Linked DNA regions of Capra hircus: region 1 is linked to region 2. A link is a contact called in public Hi-C data. All regions are on one chromosome and are shown on one strand. Each heading gives the region's core, a stretch centred on a gene start, on an enhancer-like site or on the middle of the called end of the contact. The rest is flanking DNA. Distances are from core to core; before and after follow the strand shown.

Region 1 (2,944 bases), core at 232-2,731, 45 kb after region 2:
TACTTTGGGTCACGGTGTCTAAGTGGAAGGATCCCAGCTCCTCAGTGTCAGACAAACCTCATTTCCAAGACTGGCTGTGTGTCAGTCACTAGCTCTGTGACCCTGGAGGATTTCCCTCACCTTTTCTCATCTATATAAGATGGCCATACTTACCTGGCAGGATTTTGTTGGCATTAAGTGAAACAATGTCATAAAAGGTGAGAAAAGAAAAGATCAAAGCAGACTCTGTGTGTGTGTGTGTGCATGTGTGTGTTAGTGGGAACAGGGAGACGCTAGGACCTTTACAGTGCTATAAAATTGAGTTACTGCCTCGTGGTTAATTTTCTTTTTCATAAGATCAGCTTATAGAGCATCAGGTTTAATGACAAGATGAAATCAACTCTGATGTGGTGCGGACAGATTCTAGCTTGAATCCTCTTTAACGGGGAAGGGAAGGGTTCGACACAGGGAGGTGGGCAGGCGGATTCTAGCTTGAATCCTCTCAACGGGGCAGGGAAGGGTTCCACACAGGGAGGTGGGGAGGTGCTTGTGACTGTGCTGGGGGAGGGGCAAGAGAAAATCATCTTCTGAGGGCTACAGACAGACACCCCCTGGCCCCATTCCTGGCTAAGGGTGAGACTGCCCATATGGGGGTAACCACCCCCACCCCCAGCCTTTTGAGGAAGTAGTTACTTGGATAAGACGCCCATGACTGCTGTGGCCCCGTCTGTGGCAGCCTTCAGCTGTGACTGGGCACAGAGTTCCTCTGAACCATCCCACTTCAGCCAGCGCCCACCTGCCTCTCACTTAATCCCTCCTGATTCCTCTGTCACAGTTAGCCTCTACAAGGAGCTGTACGTGACTGACAAAGCTAAACATGCTCCCTCTCCCAGGGACACTTGCCCTTCAGCCCCAAACCAGCTGTGAATCTGCACGGGGGGCCGCTCTTCCGTGGCAGGAGAATCCCAGTGGAAGTGGGCATGGATGGCACCACCTGGTGTGTCTTTTCGCCAAGCTGACCCGCTGACAGTGGTGAAGGAACAGGCCCAGCTGGGCGTGGTGTGGGGGAGTGCTCCCCCTCTGCCGGGTTGGAGGAAGTGAGTGGTCCAGCCTCAGGCCCCAAGCTGACTCAGTGGTTCCTGGAAGGAGGTGATGTCATGGTGACATAGCAGTTCCTCTCCCCAGAAAAGTCAGTAGGAGAGTGAGTGACGAGTGGGTCCCATCGGCACCGAGGCCTGGGGCTCTCTTCGAAGTGGCCACATTCCTCCCCGCTGGCTGGCCACTACATGCTACCTCGGTCGGTGAATCTCCAGATTCCCACAGCTTGGATCGTCTGTCCCTACAGTGACTCCATATTCGGGGCAGTTTTGATTGATTTTAAGCCTTCTGCCTCTTTGTTTTTCCAGGTAAACACACTCACAAATGAGAGGAAATTGTTAGGTCTGAACAGGCCTCCTGGGCTTTAGGAAAGCAGCGTCGCCAGGCTGGATGGAAACCGGAACATGGGATCCTGAGTAGCCTTCCCGTCTGCATCTATTCTCAACAACATTCCTAGCTCGGAAGAGTTGGAGCTGCGTCCCTTTATTTCTTTTGTCTTTTCTGTACTCCCCACCGGGGCTGAGGGAGTGGGAACCTAAAAATGCTTTGCGGAGGGTGGGGTAGGGGTGGCAGGCACCCCACCTTGTCCTTGTCAGGCGCTCCCTCCCTTTAGCTCATGGGGGTTGAGACATCTGCATCAGGGCCCCTGTGGGGAGGGAAGCAGGCTCAGTCTGGCTTCTTCGAGGTCAGATCAGCGCTAAATTGCAAGCAGTCAGGCCTGGTGTGGGCTTGGGAAAAACCCGGCTGGATTTGTGAGGGCTGGGGATGCTTTCAGAAGACCCTTTCCCTGCCCCCTTGTTCACCGGAGACCCGATTCCCCGGGAGGCTGCATGTCAGACCCACGTGGAGTATCACGGGTCCTTTGTCAGCTGGAGTCTGAATTCCAGGGCCACCTCCGTGGTCCTTCCCAGACCTGTTCCGACGTTATTCGAGCGAGCCGGGCGAGACCTTACGCTGCCCGATGCTGCCCCCTGCAGGCTGTTGAGGGGCACAGCGAGCTCTACCGAATGGTGGCTTTTCATCACCTAAAGTTGTCAGAGCAGCTAATAGTCCATGAACAGGGAGAAAATTAGGCTTCTCCAAGTGAATTGGGTGTTGAAAGATACTGAGATAAATGGTGGCGGTGGTAAGGATGACGGATGCAGTCGTGTCTGTTGCAGCCATCTCCTTGAAACCCCAGCTCACAACCACCCCAGGGGAACAGCAAGTGTTTCAAGGCCCTGTTTAATGAATGTCAGAATCAGTCCTAGAAAGGTAAAACGCTGTGCCCAAGGTTATATATCCAGTAACTGCTGGAGCCAGGACCTGAACTCAGTGACCCCAGAGCTTTGTGGCATTGGTTGTCCATCACCCCGGCCCAAGAGAGCAGAATCCTGTCCAAGAGGAAGATCCCTTCTTCTGTGGTGTGAACAAGGTTCTGTGGAATGAAGGTGAACTTTCCACAGCAGTCTCTTCACTACGAGAGCTTTAGTTGTAGCCTCCGCAATGTAATTTTAGGGATGCTGGCAAGATCTTCTTACCTGGAAATAGGTCCCCCACTTGCTCTTCCCATTGCTGGGAATCTCACTATAGGAAAGCCATTCTCTTGATTAACATTGGGTAGGTGGTACTCTCTTGCTAACTGGAAATATGGTTCCTAAGGGAAAGTCACATGTTAACCCTTACATTGTAAATCTACATCTGTGGGGACTAGATTGCTTCATCCCTATGATGGAGAATTAAGGATGAGGGGAAAGTGGCAGACTGAGGGGTCTGATTTTATCCCTGGATGTCCAGAGATTCCCTACACTGAGGATATCCCAAATTAAATTTGTCTTCTCCCCAACCCTATTCTTTCTTAGACATCAATCTTCAGGTTCTCCTTCAA
Region 2 (2,920 bases), core at 248-2,747:
CAAGAAAACTGTGCTTAGTTTGGTGACTCAGATTGTGGATGAGAGTTGCCAGTCATCGGAAGATACTGCATAATAGAGCAGATGTGTATGTGATTTCTCCTTTTTAGACTTGGAGAAATTGAAGCATCCTGAGGTTATTCACCCAGCATCAGGCAGGTCTGTGGTGGAGCTTAGCTGGGACAAACTCAAAATGACTCTCCAGGAACCCAGTTTAGGACCCTGGACAACCCTCTGGTGTAAGGATCAGTAAATTGACTAAGTCATCGACTGACCAGAAAATTCTGGAACACTCTTCCGCTAAATTTTTACCTTGACACAAAATAAAATTATGACATCATGATGGGATTACAGGACTTCTCTATTTGTACTTTTATGACATGTTAGTTTTTTTTTCCCCAAGGGTGGGTTGGTCAGTCCTCGTGTTGAAGAAAAATCGTTGTCAAGAATGTGAACCACCTTTCACTGTAGCTGATGTTACAACTGTACTGGTTCTAGACACTAGAGAACAAAGTGATAAATACTAGCTTAAATAGAGAACCAAAAACTTTGTGCTGCTGCTGCTGCTAAGTCGCTTCAGTCGTGTCCGACTCTGTGTGACCCCATAGACGGCAGCCCATGAGGCTCCCCCGTCCCTGGGATTCTCCAGGCAAGAACACTGGAGTGGGTTGCCATTTCCTTCTCCAATGCATGAAAGTGAAAGTGAAGTCGCTCAGTCGTGTCCGACTCTTAGCGACCCCATGGACTGCGGCCCACCAGGCTCCTCCGTCCATGGGATTTTCCAGGAGAGAGTGCTGGAGTGGGGTGCCATTGCCTTCTTTGTAGGTAGACACAAAAACTTTGTAGGTAGACACAAAACCTTCCTGAGTAGACAAAAACTTTGGAACTTTCAGAACCCCCGTTTTCTTTCTTTGGTGTTAAAATTGACAGGTACTAGAGTGTATGTGACTTTAAGAGGCAAGGGACTTAACCAAAATTAATATCTGCCAAATATCTTGTAGCAAAAGTATGTTATCTAGGCGAACCCTGTGCCGCATTTTGCCTTCGTCTCCATTTCTGTTAGGTTGCGCGGAGCTTACAGGTGTATGTCGCCTTGGAAACGGTGGTGCGGGGTGGGAATGGGAGGAGAGCTGATCCAGGAAGGATCGAGGCTTTATTGCCGAACGAAGTCCACCACCATACTCGGATGAAAGTTCGAATGGTTTAGTTCGCTCTGGTTCCGGGAAGCAGCGCACAGGCCAGCACCTTTAAGGACAAACAACACTGTAGCTGTCCCGTTCTCCGTATTACCGGGGCTCGCAGCACTGTCTCGGGCTAACCGCCTGCAGGCGGTCGCGCGCGTCTCCCCCTTTAAGAACCTTCTCCGCGGGACTAACGTTCGAATAGCCCTGGCGCCCCTCCTCGGTCTCTGATTGGCCGCTCGAGGCGCACGAGGGCGCGCCGATGGCCCCGGAACGGTTGGCGGCCTCTCGCGATTGGCTGTCGAGAGGGCTTTATAAGGCGCCGGGCGGCCAGCTTTCCTTCAGTTAGCGACCGGACGCGAAACTGGCTGTGTTGCTGTAGTGGGGAGGGCGTGGAGGCTGGTGAGCGCGTCGTCAGAGCCGTTTCTCTTCGGGAGTCTTCACAGACCGAGGGTCCACCCCCCGTGGCGGACTTGTTGGCACTTCTTGTTCCCGTCTCAGCTTCGGAACGTGGGCTGGGGCTCACCCCTCACCTCCGCGCCAGCCCTGGGAAGGAGGAGGTAGGATGGAGTTCAAACTGGAGGCTCACCGCATCGTCAGCATCTCCCTGGGCAAGATCTACAACTCGCGGGTCCAGCGCGGCGGCATCAAGCTGCACAAGAACCTCCTGGTCTCGCTGGTGCTCCGCAGCGCCCGCCAGGTCTACCTGAGCGACCCGTGCCCCGGCCTCTACCTGGCCGGTCACCCGGGGGCCCCAGCGCCGCCGCAGCAGCCCGAGGAGTCGGCGGCCGGGCCACCCGCGGGCTGGGGGGAGCCACCTCCGCCGGCCGGCCGTGCCGCCTGGCCGGAGCCCGAGCCTCAGCCAGAGCGCCCTGCCGTCCCAGAAGTGCTAAGGGCGGGTGACTCGGAGCCCGCGGCCACGGTGACGGCCGCCGGGGACACTCTTCAGGGCGGAGAGGCGGAGGCGCCGGAAGCTGCCTGGCGCCGCGTGGAGGGACCGCGAGAGACGGCGGTCGGAGGAGCCGGGGGTCCCGCCGAAGTCTCGGGGGTCTTCCCCGAAGGGCCCGAGGCAGCGCGCGGCCCCTGCGGCTGCCCCCCGGGGGACGAGGACAAGCTGAGCGCGGCCCCTCGCGTGGACGGCTGCCGCGCGTCTCGCCCCGCTGCAGCTGAGCCCCCCGCGTCGCCCCCCGTCTGCGCCAGAAAGCGCGGCGCTGGGTGGGTGGGCGGCGGCCCCGCGGACTGCCCAGCGCCCGGCTCGACCCCGCTCAAGAAACCCCGCCGGAACTCAGAGGAGCAGCCGGGCGGGGCGGCGGCGGCCGCGGAGGAGGAGGAGGAGGAGGAGGAGATGGAGACCGGTAACGTGGCTAACCTCATTAGCATCTTCGGTTCCAGCTTCTCGGGACTCTTACGGAAAAGCCCCGGGGGCGGCCGGGAGGAAGCGGAGGGAGAGGAGAGCGGTCCGGAAGCCGCTGAGCCCGGGCAGATCTGCTGCGATAAGCCGGTGCTGAGAGACATTAACCCTTGGAGCACTGCCATCGTGGCCTTCTGAGCCCCCGCGGTCCCAGTGCGGAGAGGAAGTTGAGCAGCGGGCGTCTCGACGTGAGGGCTGGGCCTCTCCCGGCGGCGAGGACGCCCCCGAGGCCGTCGGCGCCGAGCGCGAGGGGGTGCCGCCGGGCGGCACAGACTGCCCTTGGGCTTGGCGGCCGGCTGGGCCGAGCCTCTCGGTTCTCCTTTGGAGACTT

Evidence for each region. A called contact is a pair of places that touch in the nucleus more often than the background predicts.
Region 1: a contact with region 2 is called in a Hi-C map of blood, with 2.4 times the contacts expected there. The contact joins the enhancer-like site here to the promoter of IER5 in region 2. A contact is called at or near these places in 3 of 5 Hi-C or Micro-C datasets (all in blood).

The regions. Positions count from the first base shown.
Region 1 is chr16:60,832,385-60,835,328 of ARS1.2, forward strand. No RefSeq gene overlaps it. Among named protein-coding and RNA genes, the nearest start is that of IER5, 45 kb to the left of the region's middle. Within about 2 kb of position 1,482, at least 4 of the 5 cell types and tissues checked have an H3K27ac peak or open chromatin away from gene starts, as enhancers often do.
Region 2 is chr16:60,787,330-60,790,249 of ARS1.2, forward strand. It overlaps IER5 (immediate early response gene 5 protein), which reads left to right and starts at 1,498. Exons shown (of 1, transcript XM_018060679.1): 1 at 1,498-2,920. The coding sequence starts at 1,744. The coding sequence ends at 2,727.